Linked DNA regions of Mus musculus: region 1 is linked to region 2. The links are chromatin contacts, called in public HiChIP or PLAC-seq maps. All regions are on one chromosome and are shown on one strand. Each heading gives the region's core, a stretch centred on a gene start, on an enhancer-like site or on the middle of the called end of the contact. The rest is flanking DNA. Distances are from core to core; before and after follow the strand shown. Region 1 has its middle 42 kb from the start of Pamr1. Region 2 overlaps Ldlrad3 (low density lipoprotein receptor class A domain containing 3).

Region 1 (4,055 bases), core at 150-2,649, 470 kb before region 2:
TCTCCTTGTCTCCAGCTCACAAGAAAAATGACTCCAAAATGACCAGTCATCCTCTGTATTTTGCTCTTTCAAGAGTCCCTATAAAACCTGCTTCCTCTGGTCAGCTCACTGGAACATGAAATGGAAACTTACGGGTTCTTTGGCAAGTCACTTGTATCAGAGGGTGTTTTGCTGGGGCATACATGTGAAGGAGTGTTTTCCTGAAGTGGACACAGACAGATGAAAGGATGTTTGCTAAAGCAAACACAAGAAAGAACATGCGATAAAGGAGTCTTCGCTAACAACACACATGTATTGGTTCACCTTACATTGCCTAGCTGAGGTCTGTTTGCTGTGACTCCACAGAGAGAAACTCCCCAAAGAACTAGTAAGGCAGCTTCTTGCCGCTTTCTTACGCTCAGGCTGCTTGGCAGAGTGATGTCAACTGATACAGACGCATGTGAAGTTTTGCGAAGACAGACTCGCTTGCTGAGCCTAGACACATGGTGAGGTAAGACCTGGGAGGACACATGATGTTTGGAGGGAATATAATTAGGATTCAATGGACAGTGACAGAGGCTTGTATAGCTAGCTTTGCCACTCTTCTTGGTTCTGCATCTTGGCTGATCTACACAGAAAGGCACAGAAGAGAACTTCTCCTGATCGCCGACTCATGGTGATTAGGCTGAGGCTTGGCTGTTTCTGCTAGGTGCTGATGCATGTTTGCTATTCTGACACTACTGAACTAAACTGTTCATTCATGAAGTACTTGAGAGTGGATCAAGCTGCTGCTGCTGATTCCTGTGAACTGAACTGCTGATTTCCTGACAATGCAGATAGGATTTGCTCCAAAGAACAATTTCTAAACAGGTCCATTTCCCCCATATCCTAATAACCTTTCTTTTCCATTACCTCTGGTGGGTGATGGGCTAGAAGGGAGGTTAAAGCATTTAAGAACCCATATTAAAAATAGGATTGAAAAATCTAAGCCTACAAGAACACATACTCTACTCCATGGAATGAAATGGATGCCCAGCTCCAGAATTAAAAATAGATAAATAAATCAATTAAGATCTGTAAACTAAACTGTAATCTTGTCCTTTAAGGAGGTAAAATGTTAACACTACCAGGGCTTTCTATGCATAATCTATGCTTTGATGCCTACTTCTCCTTGGTCTGAAACCCAGTCTCGCTCTCTTTGTCCAGAGGACAGTTCCTCACCTAACTCTCTGAACTCTTTCCTGATCTAAATGAAGTAGAGCCTCACACGCCTGCTCCTGGCTCTGAGACAGAACCACTCTTTGCATCTTGACCCAGTACAGTTCCTACACTCTTCCCTTCATTGGGAGTGGTTTACATACACTGAAGTTAGGGGGAAAGCACACATGAGTCAGGGCCCAGGACCTGCTTTCTAACTGGCCTGAGCAGGATGGAACAAGGAGTGTCCACCTTGCCTGCAGATGGTAGAAAGAGAAGGGAGAAGCCATCACAGCACCAGCCAAACCACATTCCCCCACCCCAGTTTACCAGCTAATAAATCTGACGTGGTGATCCTTGCCTGCTGCCTCAGTATTTCCCATCTGGTCCCTCTATTACCATGCACACTCCCTGAGAGCAGGGATCTTTGTTTAGTTCACCCCTGCAGCACACATGTCTGGATCAGAACTTGGCACATAGAACATTCTCTGTAATTATAAGTTTATTAAGTTAACAAACCCACAGGGGCAAAGACAGGATTAACACTTCAGAAAACTCTCCATCATCCCCTGCAGACAATTGTGCCTCTTCCCTCTTTACACTCTCTTCGCACCCCATCATAGCACTTAACACTCCTAGTTGCCTGATGAAATCTAGTGCTCCTGGTTGACTTCTCAAAGACCAGGCATTCTGTCTGTCCTATTCTTGTTCCCCCAAATGCCAAGCAGCATGGGGATTCAGCGCTAGAAAGTGCTTCAAAAGGACGGCTGTGAATGAGAACGAAAAGGAATGTAATAACATCACGTGCCAACAATCTTCTTTTATTGCTCATGCTAGAGATTCTTTTGTTTTCAAGTTGGAGCACAGGGCAAATGAATCACCCTCAAGCTTTTTTCCAGAACTCTGAAGAAAAAGAATGGAAAAACAAGATAAGCCAAGAGGCAAAGCCCACTGGGCAGATGCTGACAGAGACTCTTGGTTCTTCAGCATCTGTTCTTGAACTCAAAGAAGATATGTGACTCAAGAGGAATGGTTTGCTAAAAATTACCAAGAGGGAGGGCTCAGAAGAGAAAGAAAGCATGAAGAAAAACACTATTGATACTTTAAAGAGTTATAGGAGGACAGCTACATGCGGCTTTGGTAAACACCTACCGACATCCTAATTCCACCCCTCATCCTATTGTGTTTGGTAGATATCACTAATCAATCAGTGTCCTTTAAGATTCAAAGACCTTGATAGGTCCTGGTGGCACATGCCTTTACTCCCAGCAAGTTTCAGGACAGCCAGCGCTGCACAGAGAAACCCTGTCTAGGGGAAAGAAAGATTCAAAGATCTTTCCAGAAGCATAGGAAAGCTATGCTCTTCCTAGTCTGGATCCAGTATTCTTAAACATCAGACTTCTCTGAGAAGCTCCTTACAGCTTCAAGTGACTGCTGTAGGTCCCAGGAAGTCTCTTTAGAGCACAGTGAATGCCTGAAACTCTCCATGTGAGGAGTTTGGGGTGGGGGGTCTTTATCCTCTTAGCTTCAGTACTTAGAAGCCTGTAAATTACTTGGGGATATAGCTTAGTAGGTGCTGTGCTACCTGGCATGTATAGAGCCCTGGGTTTACTCTCCAGTATGAGGAATACAAGATAACAGAATGCATAAATTAAGCTAATGACACCAGGTTAGCAAGAGAAACGGCACGCTTAATTATGGTTACTGAAGTTCACAATGAAATGCAACTCAAGGAGGTGGTGATTGGAATTTGACATCTGCCATTTTAACCAGAGATCTGAGAGAAAGGACTCTTGATGGAAAAGCACAAGACTTGGGTGGAGATGACAGATGAGCACATAGAAGAACAGATGGGAGACACAGTAGATCTTTGACAATGTCTATCAAGTGTTTGGGTGTGGCTCTGACCTTTCATCACCAGTGACAGGAGTTGGCACTCCCAGTTTGCTCCCAATTTGACCTATGGCAGCCAAATTCTATGGTAAGGCTCTGCTCCTAGGCAGAGGAAAGCTTTCAAGAATTAAATGTCTTCAGCTCTGAAGAGCTTTTATTTTACAGTGTGTATTCTGTAATCCTTCAAATATTTTGTTTCTGGCATTGCATCTCAGGCAGGTGTACAGGGATGATAAAAAGCAGAACAAATTTCCATTTGTTTTATTATTGTTTTTAAGTGCTCTGTAGACAACACACTCCCTCACTGCTGGAAATAAAGAAAAAGGAGTGGATGCCATTGTGCAAGGAAGAAGGGAACCTTGGTTACCCACGCCCAGCTTCACGCACTCATGCAGAGCATGCAATGCCAGAATTAGAAGGACTACAAGGAGCACAGATAATAATGAAAGGTCACTTTAAAAAGCTTCTACTACTGTAGAGACTGCCTAAAATATATACGTATATGAAAGGAATCTAAATGGAGTCACCAAATAACAGGGACGACAACTCAACTAGACACCTATGCCACCAAGTAAAACCTGGAGTGCCAAAAACCCAGTAAAACCTGGAGTGCCAGAAACCCGCTACAGCTTTCATCACTGACCAAAGGGGCCCCATGGAAATCTCCAAGCATCACAGGCTATTGCCAAAGCTATTTATTACTCTCCACTACCTGACAGTAAGGCCCTATTGCTGAAGACAAAACATACTTATGTCATGGAACACTGGAAAGTTGAGATGAGGCCTGCATAGAATCTTCACTCCTACTGACCAGCATTTGTGGTAATCATCAATATCACACAGCTATAAACCCTGTGACCTGTATCAGAGGCCTGTCTGTAAAACATACTGGTATAATTGTAGCATGAAAGTTATGGAAATGACCAATCATATTTTTATCAGAGTAAAGCCCACTCTGTGAGGTGGAACCCATACATGACACTGTT
Region 2 (3,890 bases), core at 682-3,181:
GTCAGCCAGTACCATCATAGACTCTTCCAGAATGTCCCAATACAAGAATGTAGGGGTTAGGGGGTGAATGCTGATCTCCAGAAAAGCTGGCTGCAGGCTGTGTCAAATTTAGACAGCAAGGTATGACACGCGGGTTATCTAGCCAGACTTCCAACTTTGCTTTCATCCACAGGTGCAGTGATAAGATGCTGGGGTGGGCACTAGGTTGCCATTTGGGCTTTAGTCTCTGTAAGGCCAGTGTTCTAGGTAATCTATGGCATGTCTCTGTCTTTCGTTTCCTCTTAAATTTCTACTGGAAAGAAGAAAGAACTCTGTGTAGTCACAGTCCACAAAGGACTCACATATAAAGGACATAGGATAGTTGAGATAATTTGGACACTTGTAACCATTCCACAGCTAGGTCCAGTGCTTACACAATGTGTCCTGGGAGCTTCCCTCTGCAAACAGAAATTTAAGGGGCCAGCCAGAGGGAAAAAAACACTGGACTGTCGGTAGTGATTATCTCTGTTGGTGACTGCTGAAAATTTTTATATCTGATTGTATTCCTTAATACCAAGCAGAGTTCTTTTGTGTTTTGAAAGAAAGATTTGCATTTAAAAATAAAGGCCAGGGCCTGGACACGTAGCTCAGTTGATAGACTGACTGCTTGCATAGCTTATGGCCCTGAGTTTGTTCAGCAGCTGCCATAAACCAGGCCCACGTCTGTGAAGCCAGCACCCAGGAGATGGAGGCAAGAGCGTCAGAAGTTCAAGGTCTTTCTTGGCCACATAGGGAGTTCAAGGTTGGCATGGTTACATGATACCCTATCTCAGAAAAACCCAAAAATGAGTAAAGGCTAGATTCCTGAATGTTTCTCATCCTGATCTGAACAAAGAAGACACAAACAGCCATTAGGAGCTAAATATATAGGTCTTAAGGAATATCTTTATTTTATGATTTATTTGTATTCATTAAACATTAACAAGACTGCAAGCTTGCCTATGGATCTGGGATGGCTGAGCGGAGGTTTGAAAGACGGTCAGCTGTGAATAATTTATTCTGAAAATCACAGAAAATAAAGTAGCACTTGGGAGGAGGAGATTTTGCACTGATATGTTTGGATTTATACAGTACATGCTGTCTAATCCTGGGAGAGTTCCTTTCATATCTCTCTCTGTGCCTTCGTTTCCCCATATGTAAGAGAAAAGTGAACTAGCCTCAGTTATTATGAGAATAAAAAGCTTAACAACAATCTTGAATTCAAGAATAAGGCCAGGGCCAGGCGGTGGTGGCTCGTGCCTTTAATCCCAGCACTTGGGAGGCAGAGACAGGCCGATTTCTGAGTTCAAGACCAGCTTGGTCTACAAAGTGAGTTTCAGGACAGCCAGCCAGGGCTATACAGAGAAACCCTGTTTCAAAAAACCAAAAAAAAAAAAAAAAAAAAAAAGAAAGAAAAGAAAAAGCATAAGGCCAGATGCCTTAGATGCCTTATTATGCCATAAACTCAGGCCACGTCCCCGTTTGCCTGGAGATGCTTAGGCTTCGGACGTGCTCTATGGCCTCACATCAGAAGTAGCAGTAGCAACAGCAGCATTGAGATAATAAATTGGTGACGGTGCCTCGACTTCTAACCACATCTGAGTCACCACGCTGGCTTCTTAATTAGGTCGCCCACTTGCGCCTTGTCTGACTCATAGCCGTCCATATAACTTGCCTTCTCTTTACACATTGGGGTGCTTAGGTTCAGAAGGGTCACACCCTGCCCAAGATCACACAGCTTGTCACACATTCACGCTCATTCCAAAGCCCATGCTTGGACGCACTTGCCTGTCACGCTTACATTTTACATCTGCCTGCAGGTGTCTAAAGCACACACTTGCCTTGCTTTTGCTACCTCGAAGGTCTGGGTGGGGTGTTTTAGTGCCCTTCAAAAATATATCAGAATGTGTCCAGCTGTTTCCCCATGTGTTGGAGGAAGGAGAAGTATCCGAGGTAGCAGAGAGCTGGAGTTCCTTGCTGTTACATATTGATAGCAGAAGGCTTTTTATTTAAAGGAAATTGAGACCAATTATATGGCTTGCAATTAAACTCAGAAAGGGAATTGAAAGATGGAGAATTAATTTCCTGTTTGTTTGTGATACAGTATCTAGGCAAACAGTTAATCAGCACTTGTATCAACACCCACCCCATAGGGCTCAGCCCTGTAAGTGCAGCCTCCTCTGCCTCCCCCGAGAACACTGGTCCATCTTACACAGTTAGCACTGCCTTGCTCGGCCTTGCTCTGTGCCAGGTGCTTGACAAATGCAGATTCCTAAGTCACCGTGCACAGATGCTCGGCTAGGGCCTGGGGGGTTGTGATGTCACAGAAATCATTACATCCTAAGAGCAGCAGCAGCAACACATAGCAGACACGTGTGGTCAGACTTACACAAAGAGCAGCTTCAGGTGTGATGGGCAGTAGTAGGCAGAGGCCAAGGTTGGCCCTGAGAGACCATGCTGGGCCTCCACTTTTATAACCAAATGAAGGACACGGAGGGCAAATGCCAAGTCCTGTGGAGCAAAACAGGCAGATTTGAGATTTCGCACAGGAGAGGTGATAAGACCTAGCAGTCTGCTTTGGAGGGAGAGAGAGGGAAGGATGGGGGAGGGAGCCCTGTCTTCAGATGCCCTGGTCACCATGGGGGAGAGGTTAAGTTCAAAGGTGCACTGTACAATTCTGGAGGCCTTCTATTCGCCTGTCCCTCTTGACTATGTCAAAGCCAGGGAGTCTGACTTGCAGGGGTGGTGGCTAAGGCTACTATGAACAGGAGCTGGTGTCTCGCTGCTTCTAAGAAGGCCAGAGGTATGAGGTCTGGAATTTCCTGTCAATACAGCCTTCATCTTCACATCCAGCATCCTGTGTCTCAGGCCAGAATGAAAATAACAAGGAGCCAGGAAGGGTCCCCAACCGTGCTGCAGACATGAGCCAACCCAGCCAGGAAGGGTCTCCAGCCATCCTGCGGACATGAGCCTACATCCAGCCAGGCTTGCCACAGGTCCACGGGGCTTTCTGGGCTTAGAGCCTGTAGATAATTCCCTTTTCTCAGTTCCCATCCCAAGTTCTATAAGCTCTGCCACCCCCTGCAGGTGGGTGTAAGCTGAGGTTGGGCACTTTGCCAGGACAGCAGCTGAGGCACAGAGTTCTGCCATATTTCCGTCACAGTGAGGCAGTTGGAGGCTGTGAAAGGAGGTACTTTGTGGTGGCAGGGACTTTTGTACCACCCTTGCCCCACCCCACAGTCTTCTCGCCTCCTTTGGGTCTTTGCTTGGTGAACTGTTTTAGGACCACTTTCTGCCAAAAGATGTTTCCTTTCCCAGCCTCCACCCACATTGGTTGATAGGATAACCATGGCTCGGCTTCCTGCAAGCCCACGTACTATGTTCATTTAGCTCACTGCAGAGCATGGAGACAGGCGGCAAATGGCAATCACAAGCATGTGAGTCGTGTAAGGAAAAGTGTAGGGCACAATAGGATAAGAGTGGAGTCCTCTAAGCAGAGGTTTGCAGTTTCAATCTGGAGGTGGGCAGGAGTCTGTGAAGAGGGAAGCGGCTGCTAGGTAGAGGGAACAGCAAGGTGAGGGAACCCCCATTGGAAGAGAGGAAGTGTGGGGATGCCTGCCTGTAGTGCCCACCTGGGTCAGGTGGGGGCTGGTCCTAGATACAGCGTACGATCCTGACCTACATCTCTAGGGTACTGGGAGGTCAGGAGTGGCCCAGAAGACATTTGGAAGGAAGAAGCAGATGCGCCTGAGCCAGGTGAGACCAGAAGGCATTACAGGGCTCTGGTGAGCTGTTTTGGTCTCACCACAAGCCTGCAAGGCCTTTCTGTAAGCCTGAGTTGGAGCTGAGGTTTCTCTCCAGCCCCCTCTACC

Evidence for each region. HiChIP or PLAC-seq counts read pairs in DNA pulled down with a chosen protein or histone mark.
Region 1: a FOXA1 HiChIP or PLAC-seq map of pancreatic cancer cells shows a contact between it and region 2. The contact joins two enhancer-like sites. A contact is called at or near these places in 1 of 39 promoter capture datasets (cranial neural crest) and 1 of 115 datasets of contacts at active chromatin or transcription factors (pancreatic cancer cells).

Annotation. Positions count from the first base shown.
Region 1 is chr2:102,505,800-102,509,854 of GRCm38.p6, reverse strand. No RefSeq gene overlaps it. Among named protein-coding and RNA genes, the nearest start is that of Pamr1, 42 kb to the left of the region's middle. Within about 2 kb of position 1,399, at least 27 of the 459 cell types and tissues checked have an H3K27ac peak or open chromatin away from gene starts, as enhancers often do. A contact at or near this core is called in pancreatic cancer cells, where this site is marked.
Region 2 is chr2:102,032,417-102,036,306 of GRCm38.p6, reverse strand. All of the region lies in intron 4 of Ldlrad3 (low density lipoprotein receptor class A domain containing 3), which reads left to right. Among named protein-coding and RNA genes, the nearest start is that of Gm39888, 42 kb to the right of the region's middle. Within about 2 kb of position 1,931, at least 72 of the 459 cell types and tissues checked have an H3K27ac peak or open chromatin away from gene starts, as enhancers often do. A contact at or near this core is called in pancreatic cancer cells, where this site is marked.